Regions from separate parts of the Mus musculus genome. Here region 2 is linked to region 1. A link is a contact called in public HiChIP or PLAC-seq data. All regions are on one chromosome and are shown on one strand. Each heading gives the region's core, a stretch centred on a gene start, on an enhancer-like site or on the middle of the called end of the contact. The rest is flanking DNA. Distances are from core to core; before and after follow the strand shown.

What was found. HiChIP or PLAC-seq counts read pairs in DNA pulled down with a chosen protein or histone mark.
Region 2: an HNF4G HiChIP or PLAC-seq map of pancreatic cancer cells shows a contact between it and region 1. The contact joins the enhancer-like site here to the promoter of E2f2 in region 1. A contact is called at or near these places in 2 of 39 promoter capture datasets (maxillary cranial neural crest and second pharyngeal arch cranial neural crest), 1 of 15 datasets of contacts at CTCF or cohesin (large pre-B cells), 6 of 115 datasets of contacts at active chromatin or transcription factors (CD8 T cells, the SCID.adh cell line, embryonic stem cells and 1 more) and 3 of 9 other capture datasets (adipose tissue, liver and pancreatic islet).

Annotation. Positions count from the first base shown.
Region 1 is chr4:136,170,767-136,178,041 of GRCm38.p6, forward strand. E2f2 (E2F transcription factor 2) reads left to right here and starts at 1,508. Exons shown (of 7, transcript NM_177733.7): 1 at 1,508-2,272. The coding sequence starts at 2,015.
Region 2 is chr4:136,115,723-136,122,529 of GRCm38.p6, forward strand. No RefSeq gene overlaps it. Among named protein-coding and RNA genes, the nearest start is that of Gm42329, 23 kb to the right of the region's middle. Within about 2 kb of position 1,504, at least 131 of the 459 cell types and tissues checked have an H3K27ac peak or open chromatin away from gene starts, as enhancers often do. A contact at or near this core is called in adipose tissue, liver and pancreatic cancer cells, where this site is marked.

The DNA.
Region 1 (7,275 bases), core at 258-2,757:
TCCTGGAACTCACTCAGTAGACCAGGCTGTCTTTGAACTCAGAAATCTACCTGCCTCTGCCTCTCACATGCTGGCATTAAAGTCATGTGTCACCACCTCTTGGTGGTCTACTGTAGACTAAAGAGGCCTGTGTATTCCAGATCAAGTCTGATATAGCAACAGCTGTCGATTCTCATGGACCAAGCTCTGTGCCGAAGGCTTTGCATATACTGTGCCATGAGATTTCTCTGTGACTCCGACATAAGGAATGAGAGAGAGAGAGAAAAAAAAAAAAGACCCAGAGAATGGAGAAGAAATCTTGTCAAACAGCTTTCACAAAAGGGTTAGGGGACTGGATGTGAATTAAGAATGTCGAAGAGAAAGCCTGGGCTACCTGGTTTGTGATGATCTGATCAGGTCTTAACACGGGGACTCAGCCCACCCCCCCTCCTGTTGTGGTAAAATAATTGTTTAGGCCGGTCAATGGTGGCGCACGCCTTTAACCCCAGTGCTTGGAAGGCAGAGGCAGGTGGATTTCTGAGTTTGAGGCCAGCCTGGTCTACAAAGTGAGTTCCAGGACAGCCAGGGCTACACCGAGAAACCCTGTCTCACAAAAACAAAAACAAAAACAAAAACAAACAAACAAAAATTTGTGTAGAAGAAACCTGGAGGTGTTTGATTCAGGAAGGAAGAGTGCTGGGTCCTGTTGGGGAAAATGACCTGACAAACTCTGGACCCTCACCCACGCTGTGCCTGTCAAGGGCGGGGCAGAGTTTGGGAGAGTGGAAAGGAGCTCTTTACTAGAACAAAGACTCCCGACCTGGACTGTCCTACATTTGACTGCCAATTCTCAGATCAGCGAATCTGTGAATGACCCGAGGCACAATATCCCGCCCCTCCGACTCCCTGGTCTTACCCATCCCACTTCTCCGGATTGATGGGATAAATTAAACAACATAACATATATAATGGTCTAATCTTAGTGTACTGTACGGGCGTACAGTAGGCGCTCAATAGAGGTTAGTTTTTTTCCTGAAGAAAAACATAAAAGGGAGGCGCCACCCTTCCCTGCCCCTCTGCCAATTAAAGCCTGGAGGAACAGGTTCCTGGGTTTCATTTGAAGAGAAAGAGGACATATTGGTTATATTAATTAATATATTAATAAATGATTTAACCTAACTAAGCAACAAAGCGAAAACAAAAGGTTTTGTGGCCAGGGAAATGCACTTGAGGGTCAAGACTCAGGTCCCGACTCTGACTCTCTTTCAATGTTTGGCCCCACCCCCAAGGAAAAGAGGTCCGCTCCTCAGCGCTCTTCGCTGTACTGTTGGTCCTTATGCTGGGTGTTCCAGATGCACCTCCTGCCTCAGTTTCGCCTACTGTTACAAGAGGACGCTGAAGTCAGCAGATGTCGCGGCCCCTTTAAGCCACTAAGCTCCTGTCGTAATCGCTGTTTCTTAGACTAAGCCTTTCCGGGGGTGGGTGGGTGGGAGGAGCCTATATATATTGTAGCAGCCAATCGAGGCGCGGCATTTTCCGCGGGAGATCCGAATTTGGCGGCATATAGTTTGGCGCTAAAAAAAAAAAAAAAGAAAAAAAAAAGAAAAAGAAAGAAAAAAGAAGAAAGAAAAGAAAAAGGAGTCCAAGCAAGGGACGGGAACTAGAGGGGTGAACGCAGAGCTCAGCAGGGCGCACAGGACACCCTTCGCGGGTCAGAGCACACGAGTGTCCGCGGGGTCCGTGGGCATTCCGGGACGCTTTCACGCACGGGCGCGACTCCGGACGCCCAGATATTCGGGGCACGAGCCGGACCGGGCCAACTCCTGGCAGTGCCACCTGTGCCACGCGATCTCCGAGTGGCGATCTCCGAGCTCGGCAGCGCTGGGCGGCGGGCCAGGAGGGGAGGGTCCGGCCTTGCCCGGCGGGCGTCCATTGGCGGCTGCTCCCGGCGTCCGCGGTGCAGCCGGCTGCAAAGCCCGCAGGTGCCCCGCGCGCGCGCGCCAGACCCGAGTGGGTAGGGGGCGCCGCACTCGCCATGCTGCGCGCGCCGCGGACCCTGGCTCCGGCCACGGCGCAACCTACAAAGAGCTTGCCGGCGCTGAACCCCACCGAGCTGTGGCCTTCGGGTCTGAGCAGCCCCCAGCTCTGCCCGGCCACCACCGCCACCACCTACTACACTTCGCTTTACACGCAGACGGTGCCTTCCTCTGTGGCGCTGGGCACCTGCCTCGACGCCACTCCCCACGGACCCGAGGGCCAAATTGTGCGATGTGCACCCGCAGGCCGGCTGCCGGTAATGCTGGGGGACCCCCTGTACTTCCCGTATACGTGTCTGGGTGGGGAAAAAGGAGAGAGGGTGCTTGGGACGCCCTACGGCTTGATTACAGCTGGTTGAGGTGGGGAAGCGGGACTGGCAGTAGAGAGAACCCTTTCATTTTCCGACTCCGTGAAGTAATCTCGCCTGCTGTCGCGGACTGCAATGAGCACTGGTCAGGGGAGCCTGGAGACCTAGCCCAGTGCCCCTAGCGCCTGCGTGACCTTGAGGAAGCTTCCAAGGCATCGACGATGCTTAAGTTCATTCATTCTTTCATTGTTTACGCCAGAACCAACACCTGCTTTTTCAGGCCAGGGGCTTGGCCTGTGGGATTTCCTGGTGACTTTAAATCCGCATAGGTCTCCCAGGTCTCTGGTCCAGCCTGGTATCTGGACCAGAGTTGTCTAGCCAGCTCCTTCTCAAGTGTTGTCCTCAGGTCCTCCCCACAGCCTGCTCATCGTCCGAAATAGCCAGTAGCAATGCAAATGTAGTCCGTCTCTTGGGTTTCCTGTTCAGATGGACTGTGACCTCGCGAGTGAGAGATGTGTTGTCAGGGAAGGCCTGGTGTGGTGGCGTTTGGGCTGTAGTACAGGGTTTGTGGGAATGGATGAGAAAGGGCCTGAGGGAGTTAGAGGGAGGGTTGGGGTGGCTGGTTTCAGCTCTGGTCTTCACTGTGTATATTTGGATGTCAGGGCCTCTGTTTCCTCTTCTTAAAAAAAAAAAGTTTTAAAATTACATTTATGTGGGGGATGGGACCGTTTGTGCCACACTGTGTTTGGAGGTCAGAGCACAACTTTTCAGAGTTGGTTTTCTTTTTCAGAGTGGGTCCTGGGGATCAAACTCAAGCTGTTCAGCTTGGTGGCAAACTCCTCTACCCACTGAGCCATCTCGCCAGCCCCACCTTTCCTCTTCTAGAAAATATATCTTCCTTGGCTTGTCTCCTCTGTTAGTTCCAGGTTTGGAAGCAGGTGTCAAGGAGGGGAGATGGTATTTGTAGGGTATGGTAAGTCTAGGGACAGGGATAAGACCACCCTGTGTCCCCAGGGTATTTTGTCCGACCTGTGGCTCTGTCTTTTCTTTCTCCACCCCTGGGGCAGGCTCAGAGCTCAGTGGTCACCTCTCTGGCTCTAGGCAGAGCCAGCCTCATTTTCTGCCTTTGGAGTCAAGCTTTAGTTTTACCTCCCATGATCCCTTTCCTGGGAGTGCAGGAAGTGGCATGGCTGTGTTGTCATGCCCATTTTACAGGGCAAGAAACTGAGGATGAGTGGTGTTCTGTTGCTGTGTCGGCTCTTGGGCATTTTCCAGCCGCATGCATTTGTGTTAGCTTGTGAAGTAAGCTGAACAGGAAGAAGCTTTGTGTTGTGGAAGCGGAAAATCGAGGGTCAAAGTTCATCCAGCGAAGTGACCCACAAATCAGCTCTCTATGAGGCTGGGCTTTACCCCTGAACTGCTCATTCTAGGAGCTAGGTGCCCCTGGGAAAGGGGACTCTGGAGGGCTAATCTTGCCTTTGACCACCTGCTTTTGGATGTAGAGTGTCAGTAACAGCTGGGGTTTTGAACTTCCCCACCAACTCTGCACCTGTCTGCTCTGTCCTCCCAGGGCGGGCTCAGGGATCTTAGCCAGAGTGGCTCTTGCATGCCAGACACAGCTTGGCACTCTGCACCAGTTATCTTGGTTAGGGGATGAGGCTCTCTACAGGTGAGGAAACCGAGCCGAGTGAAGACATTGCCCAACTCACAAGGCCAAGAAGTGGGGAGGGTGGGGGGGGGTGTCATCCTTGCATCAGACTCCCTAAAAGCCTGCCAGGCCCAGAGACCATCTCTGGTCCATCTCCAGATGCTGGGGCCCCAGTGCCCCGTGGGCAGGCCTAACCCCCTGCTTACTCATTTTACAAGGGTGTGACCTGGAGCTGCTCCAAGCCCAACCCTGGGTGTGGCCTTCTGCTTTGTGGCTGCAAAGTGTGGGGTGAGCAAGATTTGTTGGGGAGCTGGCCACCAGAGGGATGACAACCGTGGCTCTGTAGAAGTCAGGCCAGGACTTAGGTCTCCTCGCTTCCTGCCCACTGGTCCTGCTGTCCGCTAGCAAAGACTCCCAAGCTCCCCTGTTGAGTCTCACCTCTGGCCAGGCTCGTGACATTTTCTCTGGGTCCTACAGCTGGTATCTGCGAGGACAGTGGGGGCTCTTCTGGGTTTCTCTTTGCCTCTTAATTTGTGTTATCCACATGGCAGTCCAGGAACTCACTATGAAGACCAGGCTGGGCTCGAACTCAGAGATTCACCGGTTTCTGCCTCCTGAGTGCTGAGGGCCACACACCTGGCTGCTGTTATTGAGACAGGCTCTCGCTGTTGCCAGGCTGGTCCTGAATGCCTAGGCGCAAATGTCCCAGCTAAGCTGGGCATACATACATACACTCCTGGGGAAACTGAGGCGGGGAGACTGTTGAAGGTTCCAGATCCAGCTGAGTGCGATGGCCCAGGCCTTTACTCCCAGTCCTCTGGCGGCTGAGGCAGGTGAATCTGTAAGTTGGAGGCCAGCTTGGTCTACAGAGAGAGTTCTAGTACAGCCAGGGCTACATAATGAGACCCTGTCTCAAAACAAAGGGATTCTGCCTCGGCCTCTCCAATGGCTTAGCCTATAAGACAAACATAATTAAAAAAAAAAAAAAAACTCTACCCACACCAGGCCAGGAGATGACGTATAGGTTCAGGGATAGGGTGACATGTCCCAGGCTGGCCTTTGGAGCCAACAGCAAAGTGGTCCCTAAATTTTTTTCACCCCAGTGCCTGCCCTAGATTGGAAAGGAGACTCAGGTCCCCGCCTATGTGACCTTGGCTTTCCCTTCTCTGATCTCTGTGCTCCCTGTGTTTCTATGCCAGCCCCTCTGTTCCTCTGGGGCTCCTGAGCAAGGGGTGTGGTCTACACTTAAGGGCTCTGCAAATAAATCCTAACCAGGGCTGTTCCAGGGGGTCCAGATTAGAACCGTACTGACCTCTGGGTGTGTTCACAGACTTTTGCTCTCCCTTAGCACTGCTGTCTTGTCAAAGTTCACCCTCGAACTTCACTCACGGGGATACCCTTGCCAGAGTGGCTGCAGCTGCTGCACCGGCCTGCTGCATTACCTCACTGTCTCCTCAGAACGAGCAGGCTGGCCCAACTCTCAGTGGGTCAAGGTCATCTGACCTCCCAGCTCACCTAGCAAAAGGACGGAGAGGTCCAGCTTTGACCCCATCTGACCCCAAGGCCTGTGCTTGGCCTCTCCTGGTGCCACCTGGCCTTTGCAAGCTCAACCCAGCCACATGCTGACTTCTTTCTGCGGGTAGCATCCAAAGATGTTAGGCCGGTGTCCTTAGGTGGGGTTCACACTGCTACTTAGGGACCCTGGGGTTGCAATGAGTGTGCATCCAGTGAGGGACGGTGGGAGAGGAGGAGGCAGCGTGTGAACACATGAGGTGTGGGGAGCAGATGGCATAGGGGGACCTTGGCCCCATGTTCTAGCAGTTCCTGGGGGAGTGTGAATGGACCGTTCTTGTAGCCTGGCATATATGGCTTTGGAGTTGGACAGACCTGGTTCCACAGCCTGGCTCTGCTTTTTTGTCTGTGTGACTTAACCTCTCTGTCCCCACTTGTCTCTCAAGACAGAGTGTCGGTGTTGATACACTTCAGGACTGTGGGAGAGTGTGACAGGCTGGTCCTCGGCGTCCCCTGCTTTGCAGGCGGCCAGTGAGGTTCTGATTGGGGGTCGGGAGTATAGGATGAGCTAGAACTAGGCTTGACCAGTTCTCTTGTCAACTTGCCCTTGTATGGTGGGAGGGAGCTCGAATGAACCATTTTGATCAAGACAGAGTCCTGTCTGAGCCCACCTGGCCTTTATTACAACAGCCACACCATTGGTACTGATGGGGATGGAGGCTTAGGGATGGGGGCCGGAGCTTAGCTTGGATTATATGGGGGGGGGCTCAGCGGGTCCTGATGTAGGGGTGGGGTTTCTCTGGTGACAAGATGGGGTTAGCCTCCCTAGAGTCTAGGACTTCATTGGTTGTGAGGTGGGTGAAGAATACTCGGGAGACTTTTTCAGACAGATGAGCGGGGAGGTGTTTGCATTCGGTGTGAGCCTTGGAAGAGAGACACGTTAGACATTCAGGCTCCTGGAAGCAATGAGCAGAATTCTTGTGCCAGTCCAGGGAGACTTCCTGGAGGGGGCTGGCGTCAGGGAGAAGAGCTGACACCTGTCAGGCCAGCTGTGCTCGGCAGCAGTTAGAAGGCTCAGCACTGCCGAGCGTGACCTCACCACCAAGTGTTAAAACAGATCTTTCAAGCGGCTGGCAGAGGCATCTAGGGGTCAGGGAAGGAAGGAAACAGGCTCAGAGGCCCCAGAGGGTGTGTCCAGGAAGATGCTGGGATCGTGTTTGGGGAATAGACTCTGCATTTCCTGAGCCCCTACTGTGTGTCTCCTACTGAGAACATCCCTAGAGTCTTTGCCACAGTCCTCCAGGTCATGATCTTCTGCCCATTTTACTGAGCAGGAAACTGAGGCCCTTAGCGACGGTTGGCACATGTCCCTAGGTCACACAGTGAGACTTCAGACTTGCTGGAGATTCCAGCTGGCCCTTTGCCCAGTGTCCCAGTGCCCCAGTGTTTCTGCCCCACCCCTGCCCAGCCCTAAGCCATCAGGGAGGCCCTTTCCGGGCAATGCAGCTAGAAGCCTCATTGTGGCCCTGTGGTGGTGGTGGTGGTGGTGGTGGGTGGGTGGTGTCTGGGTAGAGCAGCCGAGCAGATGGGCTGTGGTTTGGTTTCCCCAGCAGGTGTTTCCCAAGCTTGGCGGGAACGGGGAGGGGCAGCAGGGCCTCAGCTGCTTGTCCTTAAGACACTGGGGAAGGACTCATTGTGTCTCAGTAAAGAAAGAATGACAAGCAGTCCATTCTGGAGGCCCTGGAACCTCAAGCTGGAGCCCAAACCGGGATGGGGGTGGGCAGGAGGGAGA
Region 2 (6,807 bases), core at 254-2,753, 55 kb before region 1:
CTGTGGCTCACAACCGTCTGTAACTCCAGTTCCAGAGGCTCTAACACTCTCTTCCAACCTCCGTAGGCACCAGGCACACAAGTGATGCATGAACAAACAAGCAGGCAAAACACCCAGACACATAAAATAAATCAAATTAAAAAGTAAAAAACAATATCCAGTTAATAATCACTTGCCTGTCTCCACAGAACAACCCCCTTTCCAAGTTGAGGCTCTGCTATTATTGCCAGGGATTTTGGCTGATGCAAGGATTCCCTTCTCCTTTCTAGGTTTGTCCAGCCCCAAAGCTGCCAGCAGGAGGTCTCTGGGCTCAGGGTGAACCCATCTTGTGAAACATCTCAAGAGCTGTCCAGTGAGCAGCTATGTCACCCACTCCACCTTTATCACCTGCCCAGCCCAATCCCAACAGCCCAGACATCCAGGCTGGGGATCCATCCCAGACGAACTGACCCACCAAGTGCTGGGGGTGGGGAGGGGGACACACAGTAGAGGTTCCTTAGGGATTGATGATAGTAATAGCCAGAGCCTGAGTACCTACTGTGTGCTGGGTGCTCTACCGAAACTTTCATTCATTTTTCAAAACTTACTAAGGTCTATATGACGGTTAGTGTTGAGTCTCGATTGGGTGAGATCTAGAATTATCTAGGAGACGAAGTTCTGGGAATATCTCTAAGTGAGTTTCTATATTTGCTTAAAGAGGATAGGAAGGCCTACACTAACCATAGGTGGCACCATTCCATGGAGAATACATAGTAGGGGTGGGGAGGAAGGAGACTGAGCACCAGTGTTCTCTGCACCCTGCTTGTGACTGACACGTTGTGGCCTCCGGCTTGGGTGCCAGGAAATCCTTCCTCCCTTAAGTTGCTCTTATCGGTTATTTTGTTACAGAGGAGAAAAACGATTAACGCTTCTCTTGTGTCCCATTACCTTTTGGGATCCCAGATACAGCTCTGAACGAAGCAGGCAAGGGCACTGCCCTCTCCTACCTGATGTCGTATCCACCTGGAGATTGAGCATCAGACCCCCACCACCACCACTACTTCTCCCATTTATTTATTTTGGATTTTGTTTTACTTTGAAGCAGGGTCTCCTTACTCAGCCTAGGCTGGTCTGGAACTTGCCAGTCCCCCAGCTGTAGACGGTATGTGCTGAGATTACACGGGAACACCTCCTTGCTGGTCTCTGTTTAGATAAGGATGCAGAGGACCAGAAACATGCGCCAAAGGCACCAGCCGCTGAGCGCTGAGACATGACTTGAATCCAGACCTGCCAGGCTTCTCTGCTAGAGCATCAGCTCAGGGAATGGTGGTCCTCAAGCAGCCACCTGAGCGGAGGGTGCCTGGAGCCAGGAGGGGTGGCAGGTTCCATCTGTGCCCCAGATGCAGGCAGTGACTGGGGCGTGGAGTCAGGGCCTGAGGTGGCCGCAGCTGTGGAGGGATGGCTACTCTCTGAACACAGGCTGTTCGTTGACCTTGTTTGGAATTTCCTCTGCGACGTCAAAGCTGTGAGTCATGGTCTCAACACTTGTCTCAATTGCACAACCCACAGAGATGATTGCAGACGCTGTCATGCCTCCCGACAGCCCGGTTCCAACCGTCACGATTCCCTTTCTCTGTCCCGGACCTGAGGGATTTTGTTTGGAAGGATGACAGAGCAATACAGGAAGAGGAGAGCCTAAGACCTCCTGTGCCACTCAACGGGGCCTTCAGGCTAATCCTCTGGAACAGCTCCAACAGCTTAGCTCAGTCAGCATTCCTCCAAAACCCAAGCTGCCATCTTCGCCCTAGCATCCCTCATGAGCAGTTAGTCTCAGCCAATGGTTAAATCTGTGGCTTCTGGATCAACTGAGCGTAGGTCAAGCTCTGCTGTGTGATTTCAGAAAAGACAATATACCTCTCTGAGCCTCAATTAATTATCTTATCCGTAAAATGATGAATAGTGGAAAAAAAATCCAGGGCTACACAGAGAAACCCTATCTCAAAAAACCAAAAAAGAAAGAAAGAAAGAGAGAGAGAGAGAGAGAGAGAGAGAGAGAGAGAGAAAGAATAGGAGGCAGGGCTTGTGAGTCCTGTTCTAGTCTGAGGCTCTCTAAACAGCTAATAATTGCTGCGGAGGAAAACTCATACTCCTCTGTGATGTAACTACTGGTAAGTTAACCTTGTTCAAGTAATTAAGTGCCCCCCCATATTCATTTTCAAGCAATCGGCTTTAATAAAATTCCCTGGTTTTAAAAAAGAGACATGAACGTCGGAAGGATTGTTAGATGGAAGAGGGATTCGGGAGTAGAGGGCGCTAAGAGAGAATAATGAAGAATCAAAAACGTTATGTATGGATAAGATTGTGAACATTTTTAATTAAAAAAAATTTTTTAATGGGCCTGATGATGGTGGCGCATACCTTTAATCCCAGCAGAGGCAGAGGCAGTGGATCTCTGTGAGTTTGAGGTCAGCCTGGTCTACAGAGTGAGTTCTAGGAGAGCCTGGGCCACACAGAGAAACCCTGTCTCAATAAACAGACAGACAGACAGGCAGGCAGACAGACAGACAGACAATAACAAAAAGCTTATCATTGGGCCTTTCCGTTTTGATTTATCTCATTGCTTACCTATTGGTGCCCTGCAGTGCTGATCTCCACGAGAGTAGGAGTCTGACTGTCCATCTCTCCTGCTATTCCCAAAGCTATTATTATTATTATTATTATTATTATTATTATTATTATTATTATTCCTGTCCAGCATGTGCAAAGCCTTGGGTTCCATCCTCAGCAGCACGTAAAACTGGGTGTGGTCATACAGTAACACCAGCTGTCTGGAGAGACAGGAGGATCAGAGACTCGAACTATCTTCTGCTATTTCATGGGTTCAAGGACAGCTTGGGTTACTTGTGACAGTGTCTTAAAAAGCCAATCGTTTGGGTCAGCACTGTAGGAGCTGGAGGAGAAGGGGAAGAGGCCAGACTGGCAGCTTAGATGAAAGGGATTCCCCCAGCTCTTCCAGTCTGGCAGGAAGGAGGCAGCTGCAGCCCCCGAGGATGAGGCTAAGGCTGGGGACTTTCTTTCATACAGATGCCTGCTGCCTATGACAGACATATTTCTCTGCCAGGGCTCAGGAATCATTCCCTCGTCTTCACAGGGAATCTTGTAACTCTTTTTAAGTCATGTTGGGTTTTGGTCAGCTTCTTGATGGGTCCAGGAGCTGATATAGATAATTTTGTGCTTGCTCTTTCTGTCTCTGTCTCTCTCTGTGTCCCTCTTTCTGTCTCTCTCTCTATAACCCTGCCTGTCCTGGAACTCACTCTGTAGACCAAACTGGCCTTCAGCTCATAGATAATCCCCCTGAGTGCCTCTGCCTCCTGAGTGCTGGGATCAAAGGCAGGCGCCACTATGCCCGGCCCCAGATGTTTTGCTCTTTAGGAATGCCACTCAGGTGACCACCAGGGTCCTGTTTCCTGTTCTCCTTGGTCACATAGATTGTATCTAGAGATCCTGGTGGTAGATTTGTCTGGCAAATCTCCATAAAGGTGGGTAAAGATCACCCACAGCGCAGGCAGGCCACACCAGCTGTGGGCTCTCCCGGTTCTCCGGCGGGACAGCATTCTTGTCCGTGCTCAGAGAGAAGCGTGCCACCTTTCAGCCTGTCTTCACTTCCTCAGGCACCAAGGACGTGTATATCTTCAAGTCATAGAAAAACTTAAGGACATGGTCAGACGTAGCTACAATGGATACCATTTTCAAGAAGCAAAAGAGAGGCCAGGAAGTGAGCCCCAGAAGACACAAGCCACCACGGTTGCTGCCAGAAGGGCCATTACGGATTGTACTTATTAACATTCATTTATTTTAGTTATTACTGCACATATGTGTGCATGGTGTGAGGGGGGCATGCTCATCATGCGCGTGGCAGCAGAGGACAGCTTTGTAGAGTTGTTTCTCCCTTCCATCTGTAAGTGCATTCTGGGATAGCATCACATCCCCCAGAGTTATAGATGCCTGTGAGCCACCATGTGGGTGCTGGGAACCAAACCTGGGTGCTCAGAGAGGGTAGCATATATGTGTTAACTGTTGATTCATCTCTCCAGCCTCTTATTTTATTTTAACGGGATTAATTTGTATGCTATGGAAGATCAGAAGTTTTCGAATGTTCTTTGGTCATGGAATGTGTTGTTTCTGTGCTAGGTTTCATAGGAAGATCCAGTACCTCGCTCGACAAGAAAGACGAAAGCAGAGGGCTGTGGATGCTGGAGGGAGCGCCTCGGAAGGTGCCTGCTCAAGGGACCCTGTTCTCCTCAGCTCCAGTCTCTGCAGCTTCACCAATCCCAAGTCCTTCCACAGATCCCCAGGACTCGGAAGAACTCAGCTTAAAAATCGCTGGACAGAGCCACGGGGCACGGGGAGAGGCCGTTGTTCCCAACTTACAGATGAGGGCTCTTCATTGAGTCAGAGTCCAGCTGCCTCCCGAGGTCATGAGAAAGAAGACGAGGGCAGGCACGGGGCACAGGAAGTGGAGCCGGCCAGCTGGGAGGCAGCAGCAGGCGCGGGTACTGTGGCCTCCTGGATGGGCCAGTGACATCACAACCCCAGGAAACAGCTGCCCACGAGACCCTCACTGTCCCTCATTCCTCCGCTGGGAAAACTGGCCACCAGCTGTTCCAGTGCCGTTCTTACTCTGCCTCTTCCTAGATTGTCCCCGAGCGATCCATCATCCTCAGGAATGGCATACACTTGCTCTCTGATGACCTACTACGTGCCAGACCTCGTTTCCCCATGCAGCACAGCTCACAATTATGTGTGTTCTCCAATGTCATTGCATCGGGGGAGGGTGCAGTACTGTCTCCATTTCTCCAATGATGGAGGGTTTAGAGCAGTGGTCCTCACCTTGTGGGTCATGACCCCCTTGGGGGGGGGTCACATATCAGGTATTTACATTACGATTCATAACAGAAGCAAAATTATAGTTATGAAGTAGCAATGAAATAATTTTATGGTTGAGGGTCACCACAACACGAGGAACTGTGTTAAAGGGCAGTTGAGAACCACTGGTTTAAGGGACCAGGCATATCACACAGGGTCCTCCAGCTTAGTTCTGTCTGGCTGCAGAGTTTCTTCTCATTTTCATGAGCTAGCGTGTTTGATTCGATGCAAAGTGACTTCTTCATGCATGGCAACATGGGGCTGTGAATTGCAAAGCAGTGTCTTCATTGATAGCAATCCCAGGCCTGCCATCCAGTCTGTCTTAGGGGTCAGTAAAGGCAAAGGATAACACTGAGACTCGGGGAAGCAATGGCAAAAACTAAAGATTTGGGATAGGCAGGTACCAAGACCCGTCTGCAGAGCCTCCAGAAATAACAAACATAAACTTGCAAAGAAGAAGTCATGAAGCCTGGGATGGGGTGGCGTATCAATCAATCAATCAATCAATCAGTCAATCAATAGCTACTAGCTAATCACTCACTATGTACAAATCGCTTTAGGAGAAAATGCGTATTTGTCAAACAGCAGAAAGGATCTGGGAGACAGCTCAGTTAGTAACATGCCTGCTACAGAAGAACCAAGCTCAGCTCATCATCTTCCATGTAAAAGCCTGGCACAGGAAGTACATCTGTAATCCTCATTTGATGTGGGAGAGAAGGCTGTGGGAGCAGGTGGAGCCTAAGCACTTGACAGATGGACAGTCTAGCCAATCAGTGAACTCCAAGTTAGGGGGTGGGGTATCAAAATACAAAGTAGAGAGTGACTTCCAAAGGTGCCCAGTGTCAAATTCTGGCTTCTAACACTCATGTGCACACACATGAACACGCACCTAAATGTATGTGCACACATGAACACACATACATACATACATACATACATGCATGCACACCAGAAAAGCCTGACCCCTTAGCTTTCTAGCTAGAAAGACCTCACATGTAGTCTGCCTGTCAGTGCCTCAGTTTCCCCATCTGTAACGTGGCAGAGTTGATAATATTCACCTCCCAGAGATGCTGCTGTACGTGAAGTTACTTAAGCCTTCACCCAGCAAAGCATGTGTATTTTTCCTATGAACAGGAGCCATGATCTGTAATAAGAAGGTAGCAAGATGCCAGGTATTGAAAAAAGCACCAAATGTCATCCCAAGCCCTGTCCCTGTCCCCTCTCCCTTGATTTGTAAGTTGGGTAACAGGCAGACATATATATGTATAAGCAAGGTCACTGGGCAGGGTGGGCTAAAGCCCTGGAGCCGTGACTCCAGAAAGCAGGGAGGGTGTGGCCATGTCAATCTGTGCATGTTTCCTACAGGAAGCAGGGTATGAATCAGATACCGGAGGACCTGTAAAAAGAGCATCAAACAGGGTGGTTCATACCTGCAGTCTCAGTACCTAGAGGGCTGAGGCAGGAGGATTGCTGTGAGCCTGAGGCTAGCTAAGCTAGATAGCAAGACTGCCTCCAAACAAAACAAAGGAAGAAAGAAAATATATTTGGGCCAGATGATGACCTTGTCAGAAGGAGCCCGGGCTTCTGCAGGGCAAATGAGCAGACGTAAAAGCGAGAGGCTTCCTCAGTCTGAAAAGAAAAAAGGAGAAAAAGCCCCAGGGGTAGTACACAGGAGACCGTACTTAACTGGGTCGCCAACATTTGCATTTCTTTCAATTTTGCTCCAATTTTGGTGTGATGTTTTATGCAGGGAATTTCCTATATATTCATTTATATCATGTAATTAATTTTTGAGGTAGGGTCTCACAATATAGTCCTGTCTAACTTAGAACTCACTATGTAGATCAGGCAGGCCTCAAACTTACAGGAATCTTCCTGCCTCTGCCTACTGAGTGCTGAGAT